2 separate regions of the Mus musculus genome follow, and region 1 is linked to region 2. Evidence: chromatin contacts called from public Hi-C data. All regions are on one chromosome and are shown on one strand. The core of a region is the stretch at or near the end of the contact, and the rest is flanking DNA. Distances in the headings are between cores, read along the strand shown. Region 1 overlaps Asic2 (acid-sensing (proton-gated) ion channel 2). Region 2 overlaps Asic2 (acid-sensing (proton-gated) ion channel 2).

Region 1 (6,897 bases), core at 62-2,561, 100 kb before region 2:
GATTGCCTTGCCTCCTCTGTGCTGCTACCGCGGCTGTTTCCCTGGGACAAACCTGCTGTGTCTCATTAACTGGGAAAAACTGACAGGGAGTTGAAACTTGCAGAGAAAGTTGCCTGAAGATGCTTGAAGCTCTGACCCAAGTAGGTGTATGTGTGCGTGTTAGTGAACTTGTAGCTGCCACTACGTGACACAAACACTCGTCCTCCTGCCTTTCCAGACTTTAAGCAAGGATGAACTTGCATGAGAACAGTGAGATGTGTTTCTGTCTTCAGTAAATTGAAATGTGCAGTTACTAAACCACCTCCAATGTTGCTTCTGCTTGCTTCCCTCTCCTCTTGCTTTTAATCTCTCTCTCTCTCTCTCTCTCTCTCTCTCTCTCTCTCTCTCTCTCTCTTTCTCTCTCTCTCTCTCTCTCTGTATCTCTCTCTTTCTCATAATTGACTTTTTTTTCTATATATTCTAAAGCATTTGAGTTTTCTCAATTTTTCTGCAACAATCAAAGAAACCTTCCTCCCACCCACTGCTTCCCTTCAATGGGTTCTGGTTAACGTAGCCTCTCCTAGATTGAGATATTATCCATCCTTGTTTCAAATGTAGAACCGAAACAATCAAGTGCGTTTTCAGAATGGGGAAAGCAGTTCTTCCAAAGGTGTCAAGAAGCAAAACAAAGCAGATGCAACCGAAAGCAGAGTGGCCCGGTTGGGTTGTGGCCTCAGTTGACATCAGCCTGGGAGGCTGCCCCAGGTTGAGTTCATGGGAGATGGTCCCCCTCTGTCAACAGGGACTGAACTCATAAAAGCTCCCAAGAAGGCAGCTTCAGTTCTGTTTCTCATGGAGGAGTCTAAGTCCTTCTAGATGCTTCCTCCTTCCCTCCTTCCTGTGTAGACCTTCTGATTCAACTCTTTGGAGTTGAATCAGAAGTCACGGTACAGGAGATCATGACATGGGTGTGCAAATGAATGAAAGGTATTAGGTAAAGGTTATGCTTTCAAAGTACCAAACCCAGAATTTAGCCAAAGATTTTCTTACTCATTCATTCATTCATTCATTCATTCATTCATTCATTCTAGCCCTGCAGATGGTACATCTCCCTCTTTCCTCCCCCAAGTAATTTCCAGGGATTTGTCACTGGCCCCGAGGTGGAGGGCTGAAGTTGAGCTCCCTGTACCCATTTCTGTCGTGAAATGCAGCACTTGCCCGCGGCTATTGAAGAATGTTTTTGAGACTAAATTAGAATCTGCTCAAGTGACTGAGACCGAGAATGCTGAGAGGACGCTTTGCTTCAACAGTGCGGTTCGTTTTGAAAGCTTCCGCCTCCGCTTGCTGTGGGTGTCTACCAGCTCTGCCTCTGAGCTGGCAGTGGCAGTTGGGCAAAGGGCTCTGTGGGACATGGCTTCAACCTTACTGGGGCCCGATCCCTGGAAATCAATTCTTTCAACAGAAAATCAAGAGAGAAGATTGTTGAAATGGCTCAGTCAACGGCCCACAACACAAACAGGAGGATCTGAGTTCAATACCCAGCACCAACGTAAAAAAAAATGTAACCTTAGTGTGATGGGGGCACAGACAAGTGGGTCCCCGGAGCTCAGTAGCTAAGCAGGCTTGCCAATCTGTAAGTGCTGGCTTCAGTGAGAAACCCTGTCTCAAAGATAAAGTAGAGGGTAATAGAAGAAGACATCATCATCACCACCACCACCATCATCATCATCAATTTTAAAAAGGAACCCAAGGACAAAATCTCCTATTGGTGTGTGAATTGCAGAAGCTTGATGTGTTTAACATATCTAACCTACTGGACATGCAAACTTAACACAGCCTACATTAATGATAAGCAGAACACTTCCAATAGCCTGCAATTTCTCAAATCACCTAGCACAAAGCCTACACTACAGTAAAGCACTGGATAGTTCATTCAATGCATTGAACACAGGCAATACAGGTAACTGTAGCATGTTGTTAACCTTCATGGTCATACACGAGCGAGACCTCAGACTTGGCTGCCACCACCAGCTTCATCAGATAGCGCTGCATTGTATACTATTAGCCTAGAAAAAAGTGAGAACTCAGGATTTGAAGTGCATCTCTCCCTAGCTGCTTATCACCATTGCAAAGTCAGGGGCCATCTAGATTTCAATACTTGTGGGAAGGGAATGGCCAGCATGTAAGAGCCACTGCTCTGGGCCTGTCATTCAACTGCCATGCCATCAACTCCTCCCAACGGTGTCATGAGTTAAGGATTAGCCTCCATTTTTATAAATGGAGAAATTGAGATTGGAGGGATGTAAGTAGAGATCACTAAATCCAAGAAGTGTACTACATCTGTGCTAGCTGGCTGAAGAAGCAGTTGGCAGAGATTGGTCCCAGGGATTAGTAACTACTGCTTTCTAGGGATGAGGAAGAAGAGAAAAGTGGCGTAGTCAGTGTGGGGTCATGAGATGCTGCAGGGAAGGCGCTGAGAAGATGATACAGGCAGGAAGGTGGTTGCTCAGAATACAGACAGGGACCCAGAGGAGGAGAGGTAGAGGGTAACTGGTTCTGCTGTAGCGCTGGAGGGAACAAAAGAGCTAAAGAGGCTAGGAATGCAGACTGGAGCTACAAAAAATGGTGGATGATGGTCCTTTTTCCAGTATCCTTCAAGGCCAGCCCAACATTCCAGTCTCCTGCAAGACATAGCTTCACAATGTGGCTTGCGAAGTTCTTGGGAGAGAAACTGGAAAGGTGGACTTGGAGCTGAGGCAGTGCATGTAAGTGGAAAGCCCGGATAGCCCATAAGAAGGTAGTCTGTGTACATAGAATGAATCCATTTCTCTTTTATGTCTCACAAGACACCATTAATTATTCTCTCTTCCCATCGCCAACCCCTGTGAGCTTCTTGATTTATACATGAAAAGGGATGAGAAAACACCTATGCCCTGGAGTTCAGAAAGCACCCCACCCACTGTCTCAGAACCATGAACAGTGAAACTGTAGCCCCATGAACTCACGCTTACTAGCTGTAAAAGGTGGAATTCACATCTCCCTTGTAGTTGTCCTGGTTAACAACAGAGAAGAAGCAATCATGGAGGGTCTTCTGTGTTTGGTTGGCTCTGCTGCAGTATTTTCAGGGGTGAATTTTACAAGAGGATTGGAGCCCACATCCACATCCTTGAGTTGCCACTTAGTCCCTACACCGATGCGCACACATCAGTGTGAATGGCTCAGCTCACTAGCTTCCACGAGTCTGAGTCAGCTTCATACCTCCTCTGTGGTCAAGTCCCACCCTACTTCAGGCAGCTTTTTTGTGGTCCACTGGTTGCCTGAGATCCACACATTGTTCAGGGATGTGTCCCCACAATTTCTTTCTGTAATCCACACCTTAAATTAAAACTTTTGTTCTTAACAGAAAACAAATTGCAGCTGGCCTGGGCAAGGGGGAAAAAGTTAGTAAAAAGAATGTGAGGGGCTCTCAAGGTCCAAGAGCTGTTGAGCTCTCTGAAGAGTTGAAGTGTGTCATGGGGATGCAAGAAAGACATTGGACATGGTTTCACTGTTTTTTAACTTCCTCTTCCTCCTTCTCTTCCTTCTCTTCCTCCTTCTCTTCCTTCTCTTCCTCCTCATCCTCTTCCTATTCTTCCTCCTCCTTCTCCTCCTCATCTTCTTTCCTCCTCCCTCCTCCTCTTCTTCCTCTCTCCATTTATTCTAGCCCTCTTCTGCCCATACTGTACAAGGGCAAGATAGACAGTAATGTGTCTGATGTGGGCATAAAAGTACTAAGCTCTTCCAAATCCATCTGGAAAAGGTCCATGAAGAAAACTTGTTCCAGTCGGGTGTCCACCCTGGGGCAGTCACCTGAAGCAAGAGGGCAAGTTGTGTGAGGACAGTTCCTAGAAAATGGGAGCAGTTTCTGGCAAGAGAGAGCAACTTGTGGGGCCATGTCATTACAGGCCTACTGTGTGTACTTCACTGAATGGTGCGCCACAGCCTACCCCTTTGTGCATAAATTTTCTCCACAATTAGGCTAAGTTCTTTTAATATATGTTCCCAGGTATGGAATACTAACTTTGAATTTAAGAGCTTTCTAAAAAAATATTATCCAAATATTAGTACTGAGTTTACTACTGTTGCTATGGGAACATCTTGTTGGTTGCTAGGAAATTGTTAAAAGATTGAGCATATCAATGTAGACTAATAAAATGCTGTGGTGACCAGTGGTCTACAGATAATTTTTCACTGGCTCTGTGACCTTGGACCAGTTGTTCATTAGTTCTGGCCATTCTTTGTGCTCCCCTAAATGGAGATAATCATAGTATTTCTAACTGAATTATATTGAGAATAAGGTGACACATATGTAAAGAAAACTAATTCTTGCAATTTTGGCATGAACAAGCCTTCAATAAACTGCAGTTTTAAAAGTATATTTCAAGAATATTTAAAGCATATAGTGACTCCCTTTTATCATGAAATTAATAGTGTTCAAAATGGTTAATTCTTAGCCATGTAGAATGCAAACGACCTTGACCCAGTTCCAGCTTGTAGCTGCTCTTAAATGGATCCATCAAAAATGTCTAGAATTCAATATATTGGCATTTCACCTGCTTGGTCACCATCTAGGAAGAACAAAGGATGTATGTGAACAGCCAGTGCTCTGTAGCCTCAATCAGTACTACCAGGTAGCAAACAGGAGCCTTCAAAGGTGCAGAAAATAGGCAAAACTAAACATTTCTGCCAAGAAAAGCTCATTATACTCCATTCTCCTCTCGTCCCATCCCCGAGCCTTTGGTGAACCTGTTGAGTTCTATGTTGAAAACAATGAAGAAGTATTAGGACACTCTGGGATTCAAAAAGACAACAGGTCTGCTGGTCAGCACCATGGACAGTGGCATCTAGCTTGTGACTGCTCTGGCAACATCAAGGGCTCCAGTTCACCATCTATAAGACACTCATAGGTGGTCTCCATACCAGGAAACATTGTTACACATCTCAAATGGTTATTGTTAGTACTTTAAGATGTAGGACCAATGGTATGTTTTCCCAGTGAGACACAAAGGAAGTGGTCAGTTCTTCCTGAGTAGGGGCTGTGATCATCAAACTGAGTTTGGGGAAGTGGAGTCATGTGATCTGGGGGAGGCTGTACGATCTGGGCAAAGAATCTCCTGTTCAAAGACCCCCAGCCTCTCTTGATCTCCCTTCTCCATGTTCTCTCCAGAGAAACATCCTGCTCTGCATCTCTGATGACTTCTGCCTGGGCATACATTGACCTACCATAGTCCAAATTCCTGGGGCAGGAGTTTAATCCTTATGAAAGGATACAGCTAGCCTTTGAAGGTAGAGAATGGATCTATAAACGTTCAGAGGAAGCTAGGAGATAAGAGTGGATTCATCTCAGCACGCTGGCTCTTAACTCTTCCATCTGAGTCTCTTTTAGAACAACCGAATCCTCTAGGTAGAGATGTTGCCTCCAGATAACATGGAGCTTATAGTTAATGAGCTGGGTGTTCCAGACCTCTGAGCACAGTCTCAGCCTACTTTTGGAGTCCTCCCTTTATTGCATTGGTCCCTCCATTCCCAAGAGAATTCTGCCTTGCTATTCACTTAGTTATTAACTCATTTTTATTTATTTTTTTCAATTTGTTATTAGATATTTTCTTCATTTACATTTCAAATGCTATCCCAAAAGTCCCCTATATCCTCCCCCCGCCCTGCTCCCCTACCTACCCACTCCCACTTCTTGACCCTGGCTTTCCCCTGTACTGGGGCATATAAAGTTTGCAAGACCAAGGGGCCTCTCTTCACAATGATGGCCGACTAGGCCATCTTCTGATACATATGCAGCTAGAGACACGAGCTCTGGGTGTACTAGTTAGTTCATATTGTTGTTCCACCTATAGGGTTACAGACCCCTTCAGCTCCTTGGGTACTTTCTCTAGCTCCTCCATTGGGGGCCCTGTGTTCCATCCAATAGATGACTGTGAGCATCCACTTCTGTATTTGCCAGGCACTGGCATAGCCTCACAAGAGACAGCTATATCAGGGTCCTTTCAGCAAAATCTTGCTGGCATATGTAATAGTGTCTGCGTTTGGTGGCTGATTATGGGATGGATCACCGGGTAGGGCAGTCTCTGGATGGTCCATCCTTTCATCTCAGCTCCAAACTTTGTCTCTGTAACTCCTTCCATGTGTACTTTGTTCCCTATTCTAAGGAGGAATGAAGTATCCATATGTTGGCCTTCCTTCTTCTTGATTTTCTTGTATTTTGCAAATTGTATCTTGGGTATTCTAAGTTTCTGGGCTAATATCCACTTATCAGTGAGTGCATATCAAGTGACTTCTTTTGTAATTGGGTTACCTCACTCAGGATGATATCCTCCAGATACATCCATTTGCCTAAGAATTTCATAAATTAATTCTTTTTAATAGCTGAATAGTAACACATTTTTATTAATTAAGTTAGTTCTCTGATAATTTCAGACATTTATATGGCTCATTCTGGTTTCTGTCTCCCACTACCCTCTCTCACCTCCTTTTCCCGTTTACTAACCCACCACCACCTGTCTCTTTGACGGACTCATGACCTTTGTTTTGTTTTACAAATCCTTCAGTTTAAACAGGGCCACACCTATGTGAATGTTGGATTGGAACTATCATTGGAGCCTGGTGGGATCACTAAAGGCAATGGCTTTTCCTTTCCTTGAATATAATAGCAACAGTTTAGCAGTGTGGGGCAGAGCCCTGAGCTCATCCTCTGCCCATGCCTGGCTGTTTATGGATTCATCTGTGCGGATCCAGTGTGGTCGTCTGCAGTTGTTGAGAGCTCCTGGCTGCAGTGCCCGTGTCTCATCTCAGTGGTTGCATTCTGCAGCCCTTCTCTTTCTCTTCTAGCTCTTACATTCTCTGTCTGCCCCTCCGCAATGTTTCTGG
Region 2 (7,318 bases), core at 816-3,315:
GGATTCAGTAAGTCTACACCATAAAAATGCTTTGAACTGTACCTGGCCTGAGCAAGAACTCAAATGCCAGCTATACTTCCAATGCCCGTTAGCCGACAGGTGGACATTTGGGCAGTAGAACTTCACACCAAATCGTTGAGAGGTTTTAAAGCGATGACCTCAAAACCAGGCATATAATAGGTACAGACCAACTGAGAGATTCTATTGCCCCATCTCTTAACAGCAACTATAGCTTGGTCCTGAGCCCATCCTCCATGCTCTGACCTTGTGGGATGAACTTTCAGTGCAACAGGGCAGAGGCGTTAAGACTGTGCCTCCTCCCTTCTGGCTGCCTGAAAGGACATGTGTCCCCTGAGACCCCTCAGATGCCTGTGTTACCAGCTGATTGGTGGACTTGATTCTAGTGTTTTATTTGATTTTAGAATTGTTTAAAAAGGAGCACAGTATAATCATTTGCGAACACACTTAAATCACTCGGCAGGATGCAATAAAAACATCAAACTCAAAATTACAGCTCAAAAAGCAGGCTCTGATTTCTCCTCCTCCTGGGTGGGCAAGATGGAAGTGTGCACATGTTTTAGAAAGTAGGGGAAGGATTCACAAGGCATGGCTAAAAGCAGGAGAAGCTCAGGTTCTAGAACCTGGGTCTCCTCAATGCACAAGACCCCTTAGTGATAGGACAGAGTTTGAATGCCACATTCAAGGTCACACGAGGAAACCTAACTATAGACTAGTCAAAGACCCAAATGTGGTCCAGTCCTAAGCCTGCCACAGTACAGACCCATGGAGACCAGAGCACTGTATCCTCCCTGCTAACCCTCAGCTTTGCTGTCTAGAGAATGGGAAAGAGAAATGGCACGTGCCTCAAGGTAATAATAATAGGACTTCAGGGGTACGGAAGCCTCTTGAGTGTGAGCACCCCACTTCATTCATCTCTGTAGGCTCTGGGACCTGAAATATTTTGGGGGTGGACGACGCACTTGTCCAGTCAAGATGAACCACTGGCCTGAGGCTCCTGATGAGAAACTGCCTGGACTACACCCTAACCCCCACCTCCTGCATCCTTGAAGAGGCCATGTCACCTTGACTGAGCAACTCCTCCTTGGTGGGAGCTTTGCTGAGGAGCTGAGCACCCCTTTGACTGCATTCTCTAAGAGACATGACAGAGAGGGAATTTCCCCTTTGGCACCTAAGGCAATTTTTCCCCCTGGGGTATGAAGGCTTGCTGCTGGCTCTGAGCCAGGGTCACGCTGGTCTTGTCCTGATCTAGTTCTCCAGACAGAAAGAAGGAAGAAAACCCACTCTAAGCCAAATATTAAAGCAGGCAAGTAGACTGAGAGCAACCCGCCCACTCAGTACCCTGGGCCCTGGCTGGCCCTGCACCCTGATTTACAGACGGCTTTGAAGAAGCTGGATTTTATAAGTAAGGCTCTGAGGGACTGCCATGTTGGCTCAGCAACTCTCTCCTCTCAATCTCAGCCAGTGCATCTCATTGCTGATACAGTCTTGGCAACGTGGTCCAAAACCAAGCAGATAGGGCTGCAGATAGAAGACCCCAGAAGCCAAACAAAATAAGGGTGTGCTACAGTTTACAGTTTACCAATATGTGTTTGTGTATCTGTGTATGCTCATATGTGTGCAGTTATACACTCAAATGCGCCTGTCTGTCCATCTCCACAATCACATGAGAACACACTCAGTTGAGTTTTTTCGTTTGGTTGGTTTTTTTAAGACATGAATCCTAGGGATCAAACCGGCATCTTCATACGTGCAAAGCAAGCCTCAGATTGCATTTCTGAGTCGCTGATAGCAGAGCAAAGCCAGGTGGCCTGTCAGTTCCACTGCCTGTGTCCCATGAGGCCTCCCCTGAGTCAGGGACACAGGATGGTGATAAGGACACCCATGGAGACTATGATTTTGACTTCTTCAACATCCATTATGCATCAGGCACTCTTGGGGATGTTCCATCTTGTTATGCAACCAGGCAGAAAAACCTTAACATCCTGCCTTGAGAACTCCTCTTCAGGAGAGAGCTGCCTTTCCCCTAGGAAAACACCGTGGTGAGGTGAGACTCTGTGAGAGAGGATGTGGCCGCAGGCCAGGACTTTAGAGGAGGATGGCGGTGCCTAGGAATATCCTGATGCTGCTTCTGGAGAAAGTCGGAAGGCACCTGAGCTGCGATCAAGGAGGCAGCAGAAAAGGAGAGGAGACGGGACAAGATGAGGTGAGGTGAAGAGACAAGAGAGCCTGTCCCAGCTCACCCGCACATCTTCCCTGGGTCCCATGATCTTGTGCCAGTGGGCTTTCTGCAGAATTTAACCACCAGCTGCATTTTATACAAGTTCTTTATTATGGTTTGAGTGGGAACTGTCCCCATAGGCTCATGTGTGTTAAAGCTTGGTCTCCAAATGGCGGTGCTGTTTAGGGAAATTATGGACCCTCTGAGACCTTGCTGCTGGACAGAGGCCACTGGGGAGTGTAGCTTGAGGTATAGCTTGGCCCTTCTTCTGGCTTGATTCCTGCCTCCTGCTTAGCATCGTGCAATAATAAGCAGCTTCCTCTAGCTCCTGCCTCTATGAACCAAGCCACTCTACCAGGTCTTCCCTGTCGTCATAGGCTGTCAGCCTCTGAAAGTGTGAGCTAACATAACCCTTCCTCCCTTGTATTCTTTCTACCCAATTCTTTGCTCACAGCAAAGAATACCGTTGTGATGTCAAGCGGACTGGAGAGATATCATCTGAGGGTCACAACTGGGTTACACAGATATGCCCTTATCAAGGTTAATCTTTCGGCATTACTCTGAGGGGTTCAAGATCGGAGCTCATGCTTGCATGACACATCAGAAAGGCCAAGTCGCATGTTCAAGTTCCCCCAACTCAGTAGTTCAACAGTGCCTGAGTCAACTCCTGCTTAGTCTGAACCACAGAGTATACCTCGTAACAAGGCCAGGACTCCACAACATGAGGGGAAGAGATCAGAAGCCAGGCTAGAACAAGACTAAGGGCTTAGCCTTGCCATGGACTCTGGATGTGTTTTCCAGGACCTAGAGGGATACCATTCAAGAGAGCAACATGTCCACTCCCTGAAGCAGAAAGTTAAAAAGTTGATAGAAGGGTTGGGTAGGTGTTGGGTAGCCATCAGGTATGCCAGGTAGGCCTCCCTGTCTCACTCTCCTTTCCTCTCCTCCCAAGCCCAAAGTTCTTCCAGCATCCTCTCAATATCTCCTTCTAACTTGGAGCCTCAGACAGTGGGCTGCAGATACAACAGGGATAGGTCCCGAAAGATGGACCAGGGCCTAAGATACAAGCTTGAGCCACTAAGGACAGCTGGAACTCCAAAAGAGCACATCGGGCTGTAGTGCCACCTGCTGGTAAGTCTCAGACCTTAGGTCTGGGACTGTCTGAACCCTTTAGAGGTTGAAGTACACAGGGATGACACCAGACAGAGGAGGGGGCAGTCATTTCCTTTATATAAACTTCGTTATATAAAATGAAAAGCCTGTGGAAAGACCCTCAAGCAGTGTAGGGCGAGGGAAAGAGAATACAGACCTTCCTTTGATTTGCTCACAAATTTAAGCCAGTTATCACCAGCTCTGTGATACAGGGTTGTCAGGAAATGCAAGGTTCAAGGCTCAATCCTGGTGTTTCTCCTCTCTTCCTGACTGGCTCATCCACCGTCTGTTATAATCATGAACTCTACCATTCGTGATCCTAGCTCTCTAGCTCTCTCTCCTAGAACCTGACCTCAGGATCGAGCGAGTGACCTTCTAACTCACATGTGTGAATAGACGAGAGAGAGAGAGAGAGAGAGAGAGAGAGAGAGAGAGAGGGAGGGAGGGAGGGAGGGAGGGAGGGAGGGAGGGAGGGAGGGAGGGAGAGAGAGAGAGAGCTCCCAGGATCTACTTGTCACACTCCCCTGGTGCTGGAGTTACAGGTACACACAGCCACACTCAGCTTCCTATGTGAGCTTTGCACTCAAGTCCTTATGTTTGCAAAGCAAGCACTAAGCGATCTCCCTAACTCCTAGCCAGAAAGGCAGAGCTTCTCTGGCCCATAAACTCAAATGGTAAAGAGAACCAGAAAAAAAAAGAAAAGAAAAGAAAAGAAAAGAAAAGAAAAGAAAAGAAAAGAAAAGAAAAGAAAAGAAAAGAAAACAGAGTTAAAGCTGGAGATATGGCACGATTGGTAAAGTGCTTGCCCTGCATTATGAAGTCCAGGGTTCGATCCCCAGCACCACCTAAAACGGTGTGTGGTGGTACAAATCCTAGCACTTGGCAAGTGGAGGCAGAAGGATCCGATCCTCAACATCCTCCTTAGCCTCCGTGAGCCTGAGGCCAGCCTGGGATGCCTGAGACCTTGCTGAAAGAAAGGGACGTGGGTGGAGAGTAAGGACGGAGGAACGGATGGGGGACTGTATGTGATGTGAATGAGCATAGCCGTGACCAGGAAGCACCGAATCTATCAAGTCAGATGAGAAGACTTATATCTGGGCTTGAGGGGTGGGAGTGAAGACACCATAGAACACCCGAGGCCACCGCAGCCCATGACACAGTGGAGTTGAGAGCAGGGTTTAGGTCATTCTGCTGTGTCATTCTAGAGTTCCAACTGATGGTCTGAAAAGACTTTAGAGGTTATCTCGTCCGAAGGCACAGCCAATACCTGAATCTCTCTCCTCCAAGCCCAGCCAATGAGGATTCACTCCCAAGAGTATAAGGATAATGTCATTACAATTATACTGGTGGATTAGAAAGCTCTCTTTGTGTTGAGAACAATCCCTCTTTAGGATTAAATAAGGTAGTGCATTTAGCATGCCCGCCACAGTGCCTATAACATCAAGAAATGTTATCTTCATCTCTGCCTCCCTTATGACAACTACTCCTGTGTCTGTCTTTCCCTTGGGATGTCAGAAAACAAACCTAATTCTTCTTCCCTGAGACAGTCCTTCAGATAGCTGAAGACAGTGCTTCAGGGTCCCTTGAGGCTCCACTTGCCTCAGATAAACAAATACTCCAACCCACTTGCAGACACTCATTGGTAAGCGAGAGCCGTTGCTGTGTGCGCTATGGTTGCCCAGCTGCTGCTGTGTGTATGAGGCTTCAGCGATGCTTATGGAGCAAAGGACAAGGCAGCCACAGCAGAGCAGCCAGGCTCTGAATCAAAACCTCTGGGAGGGACAAACATGGAAGCAGCTGGCCTGGACCAAAGTTGAGCTATTGAAAGAGCTCTATCAGGCTACACCACCTGTCACCCATTTTGATGACTCATCTTTTTTCCCCCCTGAGACAGGGTTTCTCTGTGTAGCCCTAGCTGTCCTGGAACTAGCTCTGTAAACCAGGCAGGTCTCAGACTCACAGAGATCCACCTGCCTCTGCCTCTCTGCCTCTACCTCTGCCTCTGCCTCTGCCTCTGCCTCTGCCTCTGCCTCTGCCTCTGCCTCTGCCTCTGCCTCTGCCTCTGCCTCTGCCTCTGCCTCTGCCTCTGCCTCTGCCTCTGCCTCTGCCTCTGCCTCTGCCTCTGCCTCTCTGCCTCTGTCTCCCTGCCTCTGTCTCCCTGCCTCTGTCTCTCTGCCTCTGTCTCTCTGCCTCTGCCTCCCAAATGCTGGGAGGAAAGGTGTGCGCCACCACCACCAGGCATTGATGACATATCTTAGTAGAAGAAAACTAAGTCAAGGGGCTGGGAACGTAGCTTGGGCAGTTAAGTGCTTGCCAGGCAAGCATGAAGATCTGAGTTCAATCCTCAGAACCTACATTTAAAAAAAAAATGCCAGGCTCTGTGGTAGGCTCCTGTAATCCCACTTCCAGTAGATAAAGACAAGACAAGCAAGCCTTAGAGTTTGCTCACTAGCAAGTTTAGGAGAATAATCAAGTCACAGGTCGCAGTGTGAGATCTTATCTCAAAAAACAAGTCAGGTGGTTCCTCAGGAAACCATCTGGTTTCTGCAGGCACTTGTACATATGCAAGTGCACACCCATACATGTAGCCACACACATGAATATTTACACACACCTAATACATACCACAAATATGCACATACACATATACATTCACAAGGAGAGACAGCGAAAGAATTAAAAGACAAAAAAATTCCCCCATTACTATCACAAAATTAACTCACATCATCTTGGATCCCCAGCCTCTGCCAAAGGACTTCATGCATCGCTTCCCAAATCCCATTCGCTGCTTTTAGAAACCGATCTTGAGCAACATGGCTATGTAATGCATCCTAAATTCTGGAATCCTGGCCTTCTGCTTAGAGGTGATCGACCCTCAAATGTTCTCCAATAAGGTCCAGAGGGAAGCAGCGGCCCCTCCAGGAGCACCGGGAAGCTCGTGTAGAAGTGAGGCCTGTTCACAGATGCCGAAGAGGAAGATGGGAAAGAAGGGGAGGAGACCTGGAGGTCCTCCAAGGCCGGCTTCTGGTTCTTTCTATTTGATCCTTTCTAGATACAGGGGTTGTGAGGCAGGGACAAACTTAAGGTTGGCACCGGAAATTCCTGGAACCACCTGCTGGCTCCAGCCCTCACTGAAGCGCGATCCCATACAATGCATTTAACCTTTTTCTGAAACTTTTTTCCCCATAAATAAAATAAAAACAGGAATGCCTGCATCAAGAGAGGCCTGTGAATATTATATTAAATAGGCATCGAGAGTTTAAGTTCCCAGTAGTGCTGAGCAGCTAATAACCATCCAGCCCTCCTGGAAACAGCTCTCACGAAGTCTAGATACAAGATTTTATAGTCGGTGTCTGAGTATGCCACAGAGAAAGCAAAGCAGCCAGCGGCTGGGGAGTGTACAGCCTTGAAGTCACACTTGGTGAAACAGGCACATATTTACCTGACCCGTCTCCCACGTGGACACCTCAAAGTTCTAAAAGAATATTGAGGCTGGAGTTCAATTAGAGACCAGCAAGCATCGAGTTAATGAGCCAGAAACCAGAATTCAGGGTTGCCAAAAAGGCTGGAAACAGGAAGGGAAAGTCTGAAGAAAGGACTTCGAGAGTCAGCCCTAGGTTTTTATGTACGTGTTCCTCAAATCCTAGGCTGAATTTTCAATGTCATGTGAATGAATACAGAGCACAGGAGTGATGGGAAGAAAACAATAGCGGAGAGAGTGGAGCAACCATCGCAGCAGCTGCCACTGCCTGGGAGGAACGAGCCATAAACAACCTGGGCTTCCCACCGAAGCCACAGAAGTGTCATTCTTTGGGAGTTAGCTCATAGCCCAGGACTGTAAGCCAAACTAAAATATATCCACCCTTACTGCCACAAAACCAAAGTGCTTCTCTATAAATTTAACTGCGCCTAGAACCCTGATCCACA

Evidence for each region. Hi-C and Micro-C count contacts between places; a contact is called where the count stands out from the background.
Region 1: a Hi-C map of cerebral cortex shows a contact between it and region 2, with 4 times the contacts expected there. The contact joins two enhancer-like sites. A contact is called at or near these places in 6 of 484 Hi-C or Micro-C datasets (cerebral cortex, frontal cortex, morula and 3 more).

The regions. Positions count from the first base shown.
Region 1 is chr11:81,003,980-81,010,876 of GRCm38.p6, reverse strand. All of the region lies in intron 1 of Asic2 (acid-sensing (proton-gated) ion channel 2), which reads left to right. Among named protein-coding and RNA genes, the nearest start is that of Gm51909, 110 kb to the right of the region's middle. Within about 2 kb of position 1,311, at least 4 of the 459 cell types and tissues checked have an H3K27ac peak or open chromatin away from gene starts, as enhancers often do. A contact at or near this core is called in cerebral cortex, where this site is marked.
Region 2 is chr11:80,902,693-80,910,010 of GRCm38.p6, reverse strand. The region is part of intron 3 of Asic2 (acid-sensing (proton-gated) ion channel 2); the gene reads left to right. Gm51909 (a long non-coding RNA gene) reads right to left here. Exons shown (of 3, transcript XR_003949743.1): 1 at 1-7,318. Among named protein-coding and RNA genes, the nearest start is that of Gm51909, 8.5 kb to the right of the region's middle. Within about 2 kb of position 2,065, at least 3 of the 459 cell types and tissues checked have an H3K27ac peak or open chromatin away from gene starts, as enhancers often do. A contact at or near this core is called in cerebral cortex, where this site is marked.